Regions from separate parts of the Mus musculus genome. Here region 1 is linked to region 2. The links are chromatin contacts, called in public HiChIP or PLAC-seq maps. All regions are on one chromosome and are shown on one strand. Each heading gives the region's core, a stretch centred on a gene start, on an enhancer-like site or on the middle of the called end of the contact. The rest is flanking DNA. Distances are from core to core; before and after follow the strand shown. Region 1 holds the start of Prim2 (DNA primase, p58 subunit). Region 2 overlaps Prim2 (DNA primase, p58 subunit).

Evidence for each region. HiChIP or PLAC-seq counts read pairs in DNA pulled down with a chosen protein or histone mark.
Region 1: a contact with region 2 is called in an H3K27ac HiChIP or PLAC-seq map of double positive thymocytes, with 5 read pairs. The contact joins the promoter of Prim2 here to the enhancer-like site in region 2. A contact is called at or near these places in 2 of 39 promoter capture datasets (the C10 cell line and pre-B cells), 2 of 484 Hi-C or Micro-C datasets (the G1E-ER4 cell line and nephron progenitors) and 3 of 115 datasets of contacts at active chromatin or transcription factors (double positive thymocytes, effector CD8 T cells and memory CD8 T cells).

The regions. Positions count from the first base shown.
Region 1 is chr1:33,667,461-33,671,830 of GRCm38.p6, reverse strand. Prim2 (DNA primase, p58 subunit) reads left to right here and starts at 2,037. Exons shown (of 14, transcript NM_008922.2): 1 at 2,037-2,207; 2 at 2,811-2,973. The coding sequence starts at 2,820. 1700001G17Rik (RIKEN cDNA 1700001G17 gene) reads right to left here and starts at 2,007. Exons shown (of 1, transcript NR_033199.2): 1 at 1,119-2,007.
Region 2 is chr1:33,576,586-33,580,922 of GRCm38.p6, reverse strand. The region is part of intron 7 of Prim2 (DNA primase, p58 subunit); the gene reads left to right. Among named protein-coding and RNA genes, the nearest start is that of Prim2, 91 kb to the left of the region's middle. Within about 2 kb of position 2,187, at least 85 of the 459 cell types and tissues checked have an H3K27ac peak or open chromatin away from gene starts, as enhancers often do. A contact at or near this core is called in the G1E-ER4 cell line, double positive thymocytes, effector CD8 T cells and 2 more, where this site is marked.

The sequences.
Region 1 (4,370 bases), core at 788-3,287, 91 kb before region 2:
TCATAGGTGCATTTTTTTAAAGAAGACAATATTTTTTAGTGGTTCATGTTTGGAAAAGTCTGTGGTAGAGGGTTATAAACATAAAAATAAATCGGGCACAGTGGCACGTGCCTTAAATCCTAGCACTGGTGAGGCAGAAGCAGCTCTTTGTCAGTTCAAGGTCAGCCAGATCTACACGTGCCATTTCAGACCAGCCTGGCTTACATAGTGAGACCTTGTTTTATAATCAGAGTGTGGAGAAAATAATGGCACCATATGGGGATCATAAGGAATGAGGGTGGGACTTCAAGGGAACGACATATGTGGCAACAGTGAGCTCTTTTATTGTGAAATATTTGCCAATTTTGCAAGGAAAAAATTTCATTGCCGACAGTAGTAATAAACATTTTCATACTTTTATGAGCTAATTGTTCAGTTCCTGTTAACATTTTCTCTAATAAACTCATACTCTTTCTGACTGAAAAATAATTCTGGGGACTTTTTTAGCTGCACAATTTAATGTTTTTTTTGTTGTTGTTTTGTTTTGTTTTGTTAGCTGCACAATTTAATGTTTTTTTTTTTTTTTTTTTGTTTTGTTTGTTTTTTTTTGTTTTTTTTCGAGACAGGGTTTCTCTGTGTAGCCCTAGCTGTCCTGGAACTCACTCAGTAGACCAGGCTGGTCTTGAACACAGAAATCCGCCTGCCTCAGCCTCTCAAGTGGTGGGATTATAGGCGTGCGCCACCACGCCCAGCTTTATGTTTTTATATATTCAGATATTTAGTTTTGTTTTCTTTTTATTCTTTGTGATTTCACTTAAATTTCCATGGTGTCCTCATTCTAATCACGGTATCTCTCCTTCTGTGCTTCAGCCCCCCCCCCCCCCCACACACACACACAAGGCAGTTAATATATTTTAGGAGTGTCTATGGATTTGGTGATGATAATTGTATATAGGCCACAGAGGAGAAGTGAGTACCCTACTGTCATACGAAAGAAATCAGGCCAGTGAGGTTGGCAGAATGGAGTCCCCTGTCAGGAATCCTTTGGAAGTCACCGTTCTTTTATGTGTAAATTGGGGCTAATTAACTAGAGTCTGTTTTGTGTGGCTTGAGAATAAAAATTGACAGATAAACAGGTTCCGTTTCAAGGGACAGCCGCCGATTTAGTCTATCTTAGGTGGGTACTTTGAGGCTTCAAAGTACTAGGATATACTATGCATTTCTAAACCCGACCACTCCCAGCCCCATCCCAGAGCTTGTGGGTGGCTTTTGTAGGGGGACACGCCGCCTCGAACACACTGTAGACCGCAGCGGCCGTCCAGGCTCTTAGGACGCCACCTAGCTGGCCTCGCTGTGGTCCCGGAGCGCTTTTTGCTAAGTCCTGCAGGTTCCTCCGCTCCCCGAAGTCTATGCTCGCTCGCGTGTTCCCTGGCGAGCATCGCGCGGGGACGAGCAAACCGACGTCATTCTTACAGCTCTTTTCTCGTCCGGAAGATGAAGGCAGCGTTGCTAACAACGAGGAGGGACAGTCCTTGTGTCGTGGGCAAAGCGGACACGGCGGCTCCTTCCCACCTCCTGGAATGACAGAGGGGAGGCCACCCCCGGTAAAGCGCCCGCAAGCTTCCGGAGCCTCAGTTACCCTGACTCTGGCTGCAGCGCGGGAATGTTTGCCGTTTGCACTGCAGCCCCAAGCCCAAAGGCGTCTCCGCGCAGAGAGGGCACCTGGGGTTCTGGAAAACAAAAACAAAAAACCCAACAAAATCTCCATCACTTGCATTCAAGATATCTTAGGGCGGGTGTTGCGGCTCAGCCTAAGCCCAGCACTTGTGGGAGGTTGAGGCAGGAGGATCGCCACCAATTCCAAGTTAGCCTGGGCTTCGGTGCGAGACATGGTCTCAAAAGAACTCACATCCGTCAACAAAACAAAAAACAAAACCAGCATCAAAAAGTCGGTCGGCGTGCAAAACGCTCCAGACGCGCACTACCTTCAGTCGCTACCGCGCCACACCGCGGTGGGCGGGGCGCCAGGGGGTGGGACCTCTGCGCATCACTTCCGCTTCCCGTTCCAAATGAACTCTCCCGCCACTGGGAGAGAGCGGCTGTCAGCGCGGGTGTTTCTTTCAGCCTGGCTGCTGGCTGGTTAAACAATCTACTGCGGCTTTATTTGGGACGGAGAGAAGCCGTGGAGTTGGAAGCTTGTGAGCTGACCTGGTGGGACCGAGTGACAGGTGGTGTCGGGTCGGAGGGAGGCTCCGGGTGGGATGGCGGGGAGGGCGGCCCGGGAAGGCGCTGGGGCCGGAAGGGAAGTTAAGGCACTTTTGACTATTCTGGAAAGGCTGGATTCCAGAGTTAGAAGTACGAGAAGTAAGCCTCTCATCTAGGTAGAATCTACTTTGCTTTACCTTGATTTCAGGAATTTAACACCCCCCTCCCCTCAAACCTCATCTTGTCTTGGGTTCGCACATGCCTGAGGGTGGCAGGCAGCAACACTTAGTGATCACTCTTTGGCTTACAAGGGCCACCGTCTACATATACCCCAGTTTGAGCCCTTCCCACATTCGCCCCTGTTATTACAGATGTGTATAGAAAATCTAGACAACACAGCAGGGTCTAGGAATAATCCCTTTAAAAAAGTCTGTGCATCCAATATTTTGTGTTTCCATAAATATTTACTCTATTGACTCAGCCTTTTTCCGTCATTTTAACATATATATTGCGTTGCCACCTAAGCACTATATATTGCAATATATACTATATAACATATATATATAATTTATATAATATATAATATAAATATATATTTATATAATTTATTTCACTGCTTTCAAAAGGTGGTCAAGATGCAGTTCTCAGGAAGGATCCGGAAGAAGCTGCGATTGGCGGGTGACCAGAGAAATGCTAGTTACCCTCACAGCCTTCAGTTTTACCTGCAGCCGCCTACTGAAAACATATCGTTGACGGAGTTTGAAAACTTGGCTTTTGACAGAGTTAAATGTAAGTGGCATTTAAAGTCCAATGTTTGTGTCCTTGAGAAGTGCAGTTATCACACGATGAATAAAGGCAGTTCCTCTTTGTTCAGCAGCCCATTCAACATCCGTTGGTGATTTGCTGTTGAAGGTTTGTCATTCACTTCTTCACTGTAGTATGCACATTGAGTACTCTGCTTCCAGGTGGCAGGGACTTTGTAATGAGTAATGCAATTAAGGTCTATGTTGAAACTGTATTTGCTATGTGGAGACAGACGTGTAGAGTTAAAATCATACATCAGATTACTTTCTGCTTTGATAGAAGTAAATATTAATGCCCCTGGAGTGTAAAAGTGAGAATAACTAGCTTAGTCTACTTAAGGAAGGTTTCCTAGAGAAGTTGGAATTTGGTCTGGTTTCTGAAGAAATGAGCAGACAGTAGGGATTTCCCAGCAGAAGCAGTGAAGGGCTTTTCCAAACTGTGATAATGGTCTCTACAAAGGCTTGCGGCTGTGAAAGAGAGCTATGCTTCCGGTGTGAGTAGTTGAGGGAGAGTGGAGACGTGTGGACATTTGAAGGCATATTATAATGCGCAGGACCGAGGTGTGAGAAGGATGCAGCCACTGAACTGGAGGCCTCTTATCCTTTGTGTGTGAGAGAAGAAATGAAGGAGCTAGCTATGAACTGAGACAAATACAAGCCCTCTTAGAGTTTATGTTCCAGAATATTCTTGCTGGAGTAATCAGGAGATGGGAAAACACTGTTCATTTTTCTTAGAGCAGCAAGATAAGAGCTGTCAACGCAGGAGAAAGCACTTATTACTGTCCAATGTAGTGAAGGCAAGAGGGGGGGAAGGGCACAGGAGGCTTAGCAGTGTCACATGTTTCCTAGTGGTTGAAACCCTTGGCTTCGTCGTGTCAGATGGAACCGCAAGGACCCCTAAACAGTGGTGGTGCTAGTGAAGGGCTTGAGAGATGCCAAGTAGGTGTCATGAAGAGTGGTTGGAGGTCAGGACTGAGGGAGCCGGTACGGCAAGAAGGCATGGGAAGTGGAGATGCATGTGGAACATGGTCGTGTTCTTAGGTGGCAGTGCAGAAGATTCATTTCTGGTGTTGAAGCATCATTCCTTGAAGGGATTTCTGTGAGGAAGGCTTGCACCTGGCATTAGGAACCTTTGAATATTCGTGACTTCTATTCAGGATGGCTCCTTCTGATGACCCGGTGCCTCTCACTGCTGGGTAGTCATCAGGAAAGGAAGGCTCTCTCTCTCTCTCTCTCTCTCTCTCTGCCTCCTCCTCCTCCTCCTCTTCCTCCTCCTTTTTATCTTATGATGTACTCAGTCAAGGTAGCTCCAGACTGCAAACCTTGTCTTCACACTGACAGGCAGGCTTTTTCACTTCTCAGCATTTGGTGGCTTGGTACATC
Region 2 (4,337 bases), core at 938-3,437:
ACCTTTAGATTGAGCTTTGCAGTTGACTTGTAGGTGTGACTTCTGAAGTCTCTGTAGTTTGATTTATGACCAAAGTGATAGCATTAATTTTACAAGTGCTTTTAAGCTATGTGTTCTTTGCTCTTAGGACTTCCCTATGAAAAATGAAGAATGACTCTTTAGCCAGGTTTTATTGGGATAAAGATCAATTTTATGAAGCCTGACGACTTCATATTCTGAATTTTACCTGAGCAATGTTCCAGCTTAACTGAATGGTGTATCGTATTGATTGACTCTCTCATCAGCTACCTTTATTGATTAATGACACAGATAAGAAAGATGTACCTTGTTGTATGGGGATTAGACAGGAAACTACAAGCCCTTCATATCTCAGACAGCTAATATAAGTCTGTATTTATGAATGGCATGATGCATGAAAGAGAAGGAAAGCCCAGGGTTTAGTTACGACTGGGGAGAAGTAGGGCAAAGGGAGAGAAAGCCTTGTGGTGATCTAGCTTTGAAAGGAGGGGCAGCTACCTGGGTGGCCAGCAAGCCTTTGATGCTGGCCAGCGAGTGAGTGTGCTGACCGATGGCTTTATTGATCACAGTCAACTCTGGACAGGTTTGAGGATGTGCACTTTTCCTAAGACTACAGGCAATTCTTGTTCCTTCAAGCACCTCCAAACAGAGTCTGTGTATAAAATACTGCGGAGCTTCAGAGGCCGTCAGTGCTGGCTGGTGCCTTCCACTGCACTGAGTTAGTTAGCTGCTTCTGGAATGCTGTATAAACCAAAGCTATCACAGTCAGTCCACAAAGCATACTGGCTAGGAAGTAAGAGGAGACTCTTGGAGAATTCATGTTTAAGGATTAAAAAATGCTGCTCATAGCAAAAGATAGCATGGTCAGAACTTGGCTTCAGGGACATGTGTGTCTGAGTGTTGGATACTCTTGCTAGGCAGGCTCTGCAAACTGCTGTCTCTTCTGCTTACTAGGGACAGTGACAGGCATGGTTGAGTGAGGTAGTGAGAATAAAGCTCGACACATGGCTGTTCCATGTCCATTATCTTCAGGATGGTGACAGATATGACGACTTCCAATTGTCAAGCTAAATCAAAACATTTCAGAGTGGTGGATGGTTTCTGACCAGTTTGAAAGAATAAGAGGTAAATGATTAATACAAAACCTATGCAAGTGTAAAAGTCTTAATGTAGCAGAAATCTTCCTGAAAATTAAGAGTACGAAGAAAGCTGTTCGGTAGTCTTTGAGAATAATTTATCTGTCAACATTTCCAGTACTGTCCATTTGGATCTAAGGTTTTGACTTTTGCTTTGTCCTAAAACCTTTGAATCAATGCTGTCTTTTCTCACTACTGTTTTATCCTCCTTGATAAAAGGCTGTTGATCTTCAGAACACCAGAAACAAGAAAAATAATACTAACTCCTTTCTTACCAGGTTCCTGAACTCTGAATAACCACAAGGGAGCCCGGTGTGCCAAGCACTGCTTTGCCCTATCTCTGTGCACAGCACCTTTAAACCATCACAACTCCAGTTTTTGAGTAATTAGTGTATTCCTTGTACATTATTAAGTACTGTTTTGTGTTGATTAATTTAATTTTTAATAGAATCCTTGAAGGTGCATATATATTAGCACTAGGTTTCTTGGTCCTTGATGCTATTATGCCAGTGGAAACTCCGAGAATGGAACTGAGCCAAACAGGGGAAGATTATCGAGTGGAATTCATGATTGCATTTTCCCAAGTTCCCAGAAAACAAAGGTTGTTGGCTAACTTGGGGTCTTAATTTGCTCAGGGAGAGAGACTCCTGTGGAAGGGATGTAAGGACAGGTCACAGGCAAAGCGTATTCTGCTTGTTGGTTCAGGAGCTGCCTGTTATTCCATTCAGACTGGGTGTTACCACTAGGTCATGGTGGGTTGGAGTCTGATGCCTGTGTAGAAGGGCCTGTGCCCTGCATGTTTATTTTCTGACTGCAGTTGAATCAGCCAGCCAATCCCAGGACTGTGGCCAGTGCTTTTACTGTTAGCATCCTGTTGAGCCCATGTTTATTAGTTAGGTGGCCCCAGCTTGTTGAGGGAAGACAGTGAAGCAGGTGTCCTGACGACAGTTGGATGACGTGACCCTAGGCTTGTCCTCTGTCACTTCAGGAACTGTTAAGCTTGTTTTTCATGTGAGGAAGTTGAGGTTAGTAACTTTACTGCTGTTTGTACCCATGCACCCTGTGTGCCCCATCACTGAGACGGCTCTACAGTTGGGAACGTTATAGGGAAAGACCAAAAGCGTGTGAGCATTTGTTGTTTAGAGCTGTGCAGCCCGTTGTTAACTGCTTTGTGCCAGCACACTAGCAATGGGACCATGTTTTTTGGGATTTTTACCTCTTATTTTGGTTACTGTGAATCTAAGTGCCTAGGAAAAATCTTGTACTGTAGAGTCTGCTCAGAAGCAGTGACCTCGAGGGTGAATAGCAGGAAATAAGTAGTAGTATGCGTCCTGGGGGCATTGGGACATTTAGGTGAGTTAATTCAGAACTGGGTTTTGTTGGAAGTGTCCTGATTTTTTTTTTACCATTCCTTTTGAATATCTTGTAAGTACATTTTCTTTTTCTTTTTTATAGCAAGTATTTTCTTGTGATACTTGTCACAACTCAGAACTCAGAACCCCAAATAAGACACATAGGGCACATTGGCTAAAAACTGTGTATGGCATAGTTGGGAATATAGCTCAGTGGGAAATCCTTTGCCTAGCAATCATACCTCCTGGGTTTGAGCTCTAGCTTTGCAAAACAAGCATTACAATAGAATTACGGGGTTGCTTTTGTGAAAAGGATTTTTTTCCTCAAGTACATTCAAAGTAAAAGCTCCTGGTCTGAAACAGCACTTAGTCTTCTCCCAGGGTTACTTGCTTCATTCTGAACTTCAGGGTTTCACGCTAGGTTTATCACAGTATTTGTAAGCCCTGAAGCAGAGGTGGGGTAGTTTTGAGGCAAGTGCCTCATGGAGAGACACTGGCTAGTCAGGCAGTGATTTCAGTATCAGCAGTTTTGTGATTATTATGGTGTGTGTTTATTGCTGGCAGTTCGTACTTTTTACAAAGAGCCTGTTTAACTGCTTCTCCTCCCAAGTGAAGAGCCACTAGCCCGAGTTTCCCTCTGGAAGCGGTTTCTGCAGAGCACTGTACTTCTGGCACATTCCTTTCCAGCCTTCCAAAGTGGAGACTTTGAAATGAGAAGTGTCATGCAAGGTGAACTATTGGTATTTTCACAGCAGGCACATTTTACCATCTTCTTTGTAAAAACACTATTGAATCACATTTATGGTTTTGTCACTTTTACAATGAGAACAGATAGTGACATTTAAGCCTAGGAAAATCCAGTCTCTGATATCGACTGTTAATGTGGATATCTTGAAGAAGCAGGTAGAACATTGTGACCTTATGATGTGAATTCTTTAATTAGAGCATACAGATCAGTCAAATATTTGACTTATTGATTTTTGGAGAACCAAACTGTTTTGTATGCAAGGTATGAACATAGTAGGGGATGCTGCCCTTGATTCAGAATAAACAGTTAGTCAAGGTCTTGTCCAGAGTAAATAATATACATTTCTACTATTTTAGTGTACACTAACAGATATAATCGGTTACCTCATTTATAGCCATCCATTTAAAGTGATGGTTGGTGTTTCTAGCACCAGTTGTCTAAGATAGCATTAGCTGGTAACTATGTACGTTTAAAAATACAGCATATCCGGGGCCTAGCAAACACAGAAGTGGATGCTCACAGTCAGCTATTGGATGGATCACAGGGCCCCCAATGGAGGAGCTAGAGAAAGTACCCAAGGAACTAAAGGGATCTGCAACCCTATAGGTGGAACAACATTATGAACTAACCAGTACCCCGGAGCTCTTGACTCTAGCTGCATATGTATCAAAAGATGGCCTAGTCGGCCATCACTGGAAAGAGAGGCCCACTGGACTTGCAAACTTTATATGCCCAGTACAGAGGAATGCCAGGGCCAAAAAGTGGGAGTGGGTGGATAGGGGAGTGGGGGGGAGGGTATGGGGACTTTTGGTATAGCATTGGAAATGTAAATGAGGAAAATACCTAATAATTTATATTTATATATAATATATGTAATATATATATGTAATATATATATATATATATTACAGCATATTAATGGTTCTAGCCTATCTCCAGTTCTTCTGTGTCATTGATGAACCCACAGAAACACTTTCTTTTTTCTTTTTTTTTTTTCCATTTTTTATTAGGTATTTAGCTCATTTACATTTCCAATGCTATACCAAAAGTCCCCCATATCCACCCACCCCCACTCCCCTGCCC